Linked DNA regions of Mus musculus: region 1 is linked to region 2. A link is a contact called in public promoter capture Hi-C data. All regions are on one chromosome and are shown on one strand. The core of a region is the stretch at or near the end of the contact, and the rest is flanking DNA. Distances in the headings are between cores, read along the strand shown. Region 1 has its middle 140 kb from the start of Gm35917. Region 2 holds the start of A230054N11Rik (a long non-coding RNA gene).

Region 1 (2,854 bases), core at 159-2,658, 440 kb after region 2:
TTTAAAATGCTCAAATTCATGGAGATACCTTGAGACAAAACTCTGAATACTTTTAGGTAACTGCAAAATAATCATGTAGTAAGATAGGCTGTGGAACAGTCCACAGGGAAGGAATGGATAGATCAATGAAATTGTGTTGAGGAAAGAAGTGATTGTTGAGTTTGATCACCCTTTTACATGGTGGAAGGATGAGAGAAAGAGCACAACAGAAGAGTTAAACATAGGCAGATCTTGGAAACTGGATAGTTGTGAAGACAGCATCAGGATGTAAGTTAGAAAGCAGAGGTAAAGACAGATATCAGACAGGAAAAGGATCCTAAATAAAAGACAGTACTTGATGGTTCAAAAAACTGAGAAGTTAAGGAGCAACCAAGGCAAAAAATAAACACTAGGGTGATATCTAAAGTGAATTGTTCTCCTGTGTCTTTATTTTGACTTTGTTTTATCATGCAATGACAAATGCTATAGACCTACTTGGACTTTGGGAATGATGGTCCAGAGTGCTCTTATAGGTAGCTGCCCACAACTACACAAATTGGGTTCCTGAAAGGGAGTCTGGGGATGCATGGGGGAAAAAAAATGTCGAGAGAAATAACAAGACCAAGACAAAGATACTGATCAAGGTTCGACGTTTACTTAAGAGTCTGAGCTTATATAGAGGGCAATCCCAATCCCCACCACACCAGAATCTCGTTTCATCAGGATAGTGTCAGGAGAACAGGTTTAGCCTCTCAACACATAGCAGAGTCTTTGAGGAAATGGCAGAGATGGCAGAACAATAGACCTATCTAGGTTGGAAGACTCCACCCTAGGTGGCCTAGCTCATAGTGGCAGGTCTGAGCCAGCCTGCTCAAGGCTGGGGGAGGCTAAAATTCCTCCCTAATTATATAATAAAAATTAGCTAGACTGGAACATAAAATTTACTTATGGTCCATGGTCTTGTCTGGAAATTGTGGTGGCTGGTGGCTGTGCCTGTCTTAGGACTTTGGTCTCATTGAACTTATTCTTATCCGTCCTGGAGAACACATGCAGCTTGTTTGTGTTTATTTGCACAAACATGGCTCTATGGTATTATTATGAATAAACCATGGCCTCTTGGCACATACCTCTGTCTTAGATTGAAATAAGTCATAGACCCAGTGGCTCATCCTTGGCTGCCGGCCCTCATTGCACACCTTTTTCCGCAATCAGACCAAAGTCACAATATGCACTCAATGCATCTCTTTATACTGATGAATTACTGCCATCTATGCTTGTTGAAGTCAAGCCTGACTGGGAGGTAACTGAACTCCTTGAAATACAAAGCTTAAAGTTGAAAAGCAACAGGAGTAAGGTTGTTTGTCAGGGAAGTCCAGGTACTCTACTCAGTTGCAAATTAGCAAGGATCAAGCCCAAGTTCTGGCCTCCCAGTGTGGGGGAGGTGACTTTGAGAATCAACAGAAAAGCTGCTACTTCTCATGTAAATAGGCTATGTTCCAAGTTAACTCTGCTGGCTAATAAGGATTTTTAGCTATCTTCATAATAGGAATCTCTAATATTGGACTTATTTCTAGACCAGTCCATGATTGAATCAGAATAACTGGTCACATTAAAGGAAAAAGAAAAGTCACTATAACTCCTCCTTTTGAATAATTTTTCTAAGTCAGTTTCCACAGTCTCTAATGTTCTCTGTCTCATAAGGTTGAAAAGCTTGAAGCAAGGCAGCTTAGCTTGTCTAATCTGGGACAAAGTCAAGCAAAGGTAGGTCAAGAACATATACTCAATACAGCTATCTTGTCACCATTGTCAGGGCCCCCAGCAAGCCCACAGGTCAGCCTGTCACAAGAATCATTCTGGCAGCTGGAAAAAAACACAAACATGGCCTCTTCCCCATATTAAATACCTGTTCAGGATCATGCCATATGCCACTAAGTGGATCCTTTTCATCTCACCTAGGCATGAGTATGCCTAGTTTTAAGATACTATAAGGCACTCTGCAAGTTCTTTGACATTCAAATTTTAAAATTTTAAAAATAAAAAGTATGATTTAAATAATGTGCATGGGGATATAATTCTTGCCCTTCTTTGTTTTTTAAGAAGATACAGTTTTTAAAGTTCTACAATACCTTGTCCTTGAGAATTATAAAAAAATCTCAGTAACATTGGTATCATTAAATTGTTGACAAAACATCTCAGATACTAGACTGTAATAGCCAGTTCCAATATCTGTTTTAATTTGATTTGGAACACCAAGCATAAAAAAAAAATTAACATAGGCAATGACTAATGACATTTTTAGCTGCTTCTCTTATTAGAGCAGTTGCAACTAGAAAGCCTGAAAAGCTATCAATAGTCACATGTGCATATTTTATTTTATTTTTTTAAATCAGAAGTATGAGTATCCATTTGCAATAATTGATTAAGTATAAGTCCTCAAGAATTAACACCATTATGTGGAACAGGTAGAAACTGAGGACACTGAGAACAAGTCTTTACAATTTGACACACATATTCTCAAAAATACCAAATTATTATCTCAAGCCATTATTATTTTGATGATGTAAAGAATGAGATTATATGGCCAATTATTCTTGTGTAAGGCCTATAATCTGCCTGGGATGTAAATCTAGCATGGCATCACCTTAAGAGGTCTTGTCCAGGCAATCTAGAATGAGTTCTTAAATGTCCAATGACAGTTCTTTAAAAGAACAGCATTTTTCTTAACTTGAGTTGTATATGCATAAACAATTACAAATTTGAGAATTCATAGTATATAAGAAACAAACAATTCTAAGCGATTGTAAGCCCTGATATATGTGTGTGTGTGTGTGTGTATATATATATATATATATATATATATAATTAGTATACAAAT
Region 2 (2,700 bases), core at 83-2,582:
CACCACCACCCCAATAAGAAACTTGATGTTATCTGGTCTTTTTGGAGTCTTGATGAGAGCCACAGGATACCTCTACCTCCCACGGACAGTGTATCATTAGATGGACTACGATAGAGCCCACCCAGAGTTAGGCCTCTAAGTGGCCACAACCACTGAGGAAACCACTCCTTTCTGGATTATAACCCTGTTAGGTGGTTCCAGTTTTGAAACACCTACACAGTCTTAGTTTAGTTCTTTTCCTTTCCTTTTTCCAGGTGCCGCTCGGATGTGTAATTATTCCCCATACCCCCAGAATGTTTCCCATTGTCCTAGGAGCTCCCAATGTCCTTACTGCCATTGGGAGGCGGGGGATCAAGGAGGAGACAGATGTCTTATTTTTCAATGAACATTCTTAAAGGTGAGCCATGTATCAGGATGGCACACGACTCTTCAAAGAAATTATTTTCTCAGAGGCAAAAGGAGGAGCAGGGCGCTTGGTTTCTGGTGCACTGCTGATTTCTAAGGCCCGGGATGAAGTCTGTAAGCTTTCATTGTCTTAAGGGAAACTTAGCCTTTTTTTCATCGCGATCTGCTGCCCTCTGATGAGATGACTGGAAGAGAAAGCGCTTAGAACAGGAGGGTCTCTAAACTAGAGTTTTCCCCAGAAACAGTACTTTGAGAACAGTTCGTCTGAGAACTGTTGGGGAACGTTACAGGTTCACTCAGTTATTGTGTCCTCTCTAGAAGGAATATTCGTGCTGGTCTTTTTGTTTCTCGAAATAAAGTCCGCAGAGTTGCCCAACAGTTTAGATAATAACTCTGTAAGACGTCTAATATGTCAGTTGTTCCAACACTCTAGGCTTCTTCTATCACATCCTTCTTCTGACTGACTACCCACTAGCTGGTTCCCATAGGAAACTGCCCAGCAGACCTAGTCATCTTGCATCAGTCACAAACCCGAATCATTTCGAAAACGTTGCCCTTTTTGGAATAAAGGCGGGCATTTATTTCATCTAGCGATGAATTTTGTCACAGTGGTGTCAGGATAAAAAATAAGTCCAGCGTCGTTCTCCCTCACCCAGTCCTGCAGGCGTGAGGCGCGCAGCCGTGGGGAAATCCTGGCCACTGTCTGGGATGCTATTCGCACGCGTTCCTGGAGCCTCGGCTAGCCAGCCCCCGCAAGGCCGCACGCTGTGCGCAGACACCCGAGTCTAGGGAGCGCGAGTGTCACTCGGCACGCCGAAGACCTCGGGGTTTGGAGCGGCGGCGGCAGCGGGGCAGCGGCGACCCCGCGCCCGGGGCTCATTAGGAGCGGAGCTGCCAGGCTCACTGTAGGACCCGAGCCGCGAGCCCAGTCGCGTGGGGGGGGGGGGGGAGGAGGAGCAGGGAGCATGCTCGTCACTCACCCCGATTGGCCAATGAGCGCCGCGTCTTGGTTGCCTATGACCAATAGGAAGAGAGAAAATTTGTGAGTGGCGTTTGAGAAGGGCGGGAGAAAGGGAACCTGGGAGCGAAGTTGAAGCTAAACCCGGTAAGCTATAAAGAAGTTACAGGGGGGCGCTTTGGGCTCCCAATTAGGAACAGTACCGGCTCCCAACACTACGGAGGACTCGGACTCGGAAAACACCTCTCCTGTCCCCAGCCTGTGTTCTCCTCCCGCTGCTACCTACCCCTCCCCCATTCATGCCCATGGGAAGGTGGCCCAGGCACACTCTGCGGGCTGCGGGTGACAGCCGGGAGGCTGCCGCTGAGGCTCCGCAAGCGCGCAGGCTTGAAAGCAGTTAGGGGGCGGGAGCCTTAGCAGCCTCCGCGGCTCTCGAGGACGTAAGGTAGGTGAGGAGCCAAGAGCTCCAGGTGATGCCTACGAGGGGCTGTCGCGCGTGCCACCTGTTAACTCTGCGCTGCGGTGCCCTGTGTGCAACTGCGGGAGTCCCCGGGGGTTTGATGCATAAGCAGCACTTCTCCAGGAACCCCTCAGACGTGAACCCCGCCGGGGAGAGGCAGCCGGAGTCCGGGGCAGTGGAGGAATTCTGCACGGCTGGATAGCCTGGCTTGGCGCGCACGGCCGGCCGAGCTCTCCGCAGACGCGCATTTAGCCGTCGGTGCTACATCCCGGCCGCGGCGAGCGGAAGCCCAGCCTGTCCCGGGACCGACCTGCCCAAGTTTTAAATACCCAGGGCTGTGACGAGCAGAGTATGAGCGCAGAGGCCCTTTGGGGCCCGGTTGGCTGAATTATAGTGGGTTTGAGTTTAGCCACAGATGTCTTATTCCTTGGTGTTCTTGTCTTCGTAGTGATCTGAAAGAAGTTACCCGCGATTCCTGTTTCCTACAAACCAGCTCAGAACCAGAGGAGTTGGAAAACAAACGTCGGGTATTATTATGTCGATTTCCCAAGGACCCGGGTTCTTACCGCGGATCAGATGAAAAGGTTGGCTCCTCGGGAGTCCTTCCAGCATTTTATACTTAGAGTCCCAAAGGATTGCCCGGATTTGCCGTGAACCAGCAGCTTTCTTTTATACTTACACCTCACGTTTTCAAGAAAGTATTTTGTTTGCCGCATTGCCCTGTCCATCATTCGTGTCTTCCCGGAGCAAACTTCAGCCTCCTGTTTAAAGTTATGTTTTTACCGAGTGTGATCTCTAATTGAAAGTTAACTTTTGGTTTTGGATGAGTCTGTGGAGTTTACGTTGTAAGAAGAAAGGGAGCCCGAGACACGATGAA

Evidence for each region. Promoter capture Hi-C pulls out the DNA fragments that hold promoters and counts their contacts.
Region 1: a promoter capture Hi-C map of stem cell-derived epiblast-like cells shows a contact between it and region 2, with 2.1 times the contacts expected there. The contact joins the enhancer-like site here to the promoter of A230054N11Rik in region 2. A contact is called at or near these places in 1 of 39 promoter capture datasets (stem cell-derived epiblast-like cells), 5 of 115 datasets of contacts at active chromatin or transcription factors (embryonic basal ganglia, embryonic midbrain, embryonic stem cells and 2 more) and 1 of 9 other capture datasets (embryonic stem cells).

What each region holds. Positions count from the first base shown.
Region 1 is chr10:51,328,238-51,331,091 of GRCm38.p6, forward strand. No RefSeq gene overlaps it. Among named protein-coding and RNA genes, the nearest start is that of Gm35917, 140 kb to the left of the region's middle. Within about 2 kb of position 1,409, at least 4 of the 459 cell types and tissues checked have an H3K27ac peak or open chromatin away from gene starts, as enhancers often do. A contact at or near this core is called in embryonic stem cells and stem cell-derived epiblast-like cells, where this site is marked.
Region 2 is chr10:50,893,202-50,895,901 of GRCm38.p6, forward strand. It overlaps A230054N11Rik (a long non-coding RNA gene), which reads right to left and starts at 1,333. Exons shown (of 2, transcript XR_871640.2): 1 at 1-1,333. Sim1 (single-minded family bHLH transcription factor 1) reads left to right here and starts at 2,450. Exons shown (of 11, transcript NM_011376.3): 1 at 2,450-2,700. The coding sequence starts at 2,696.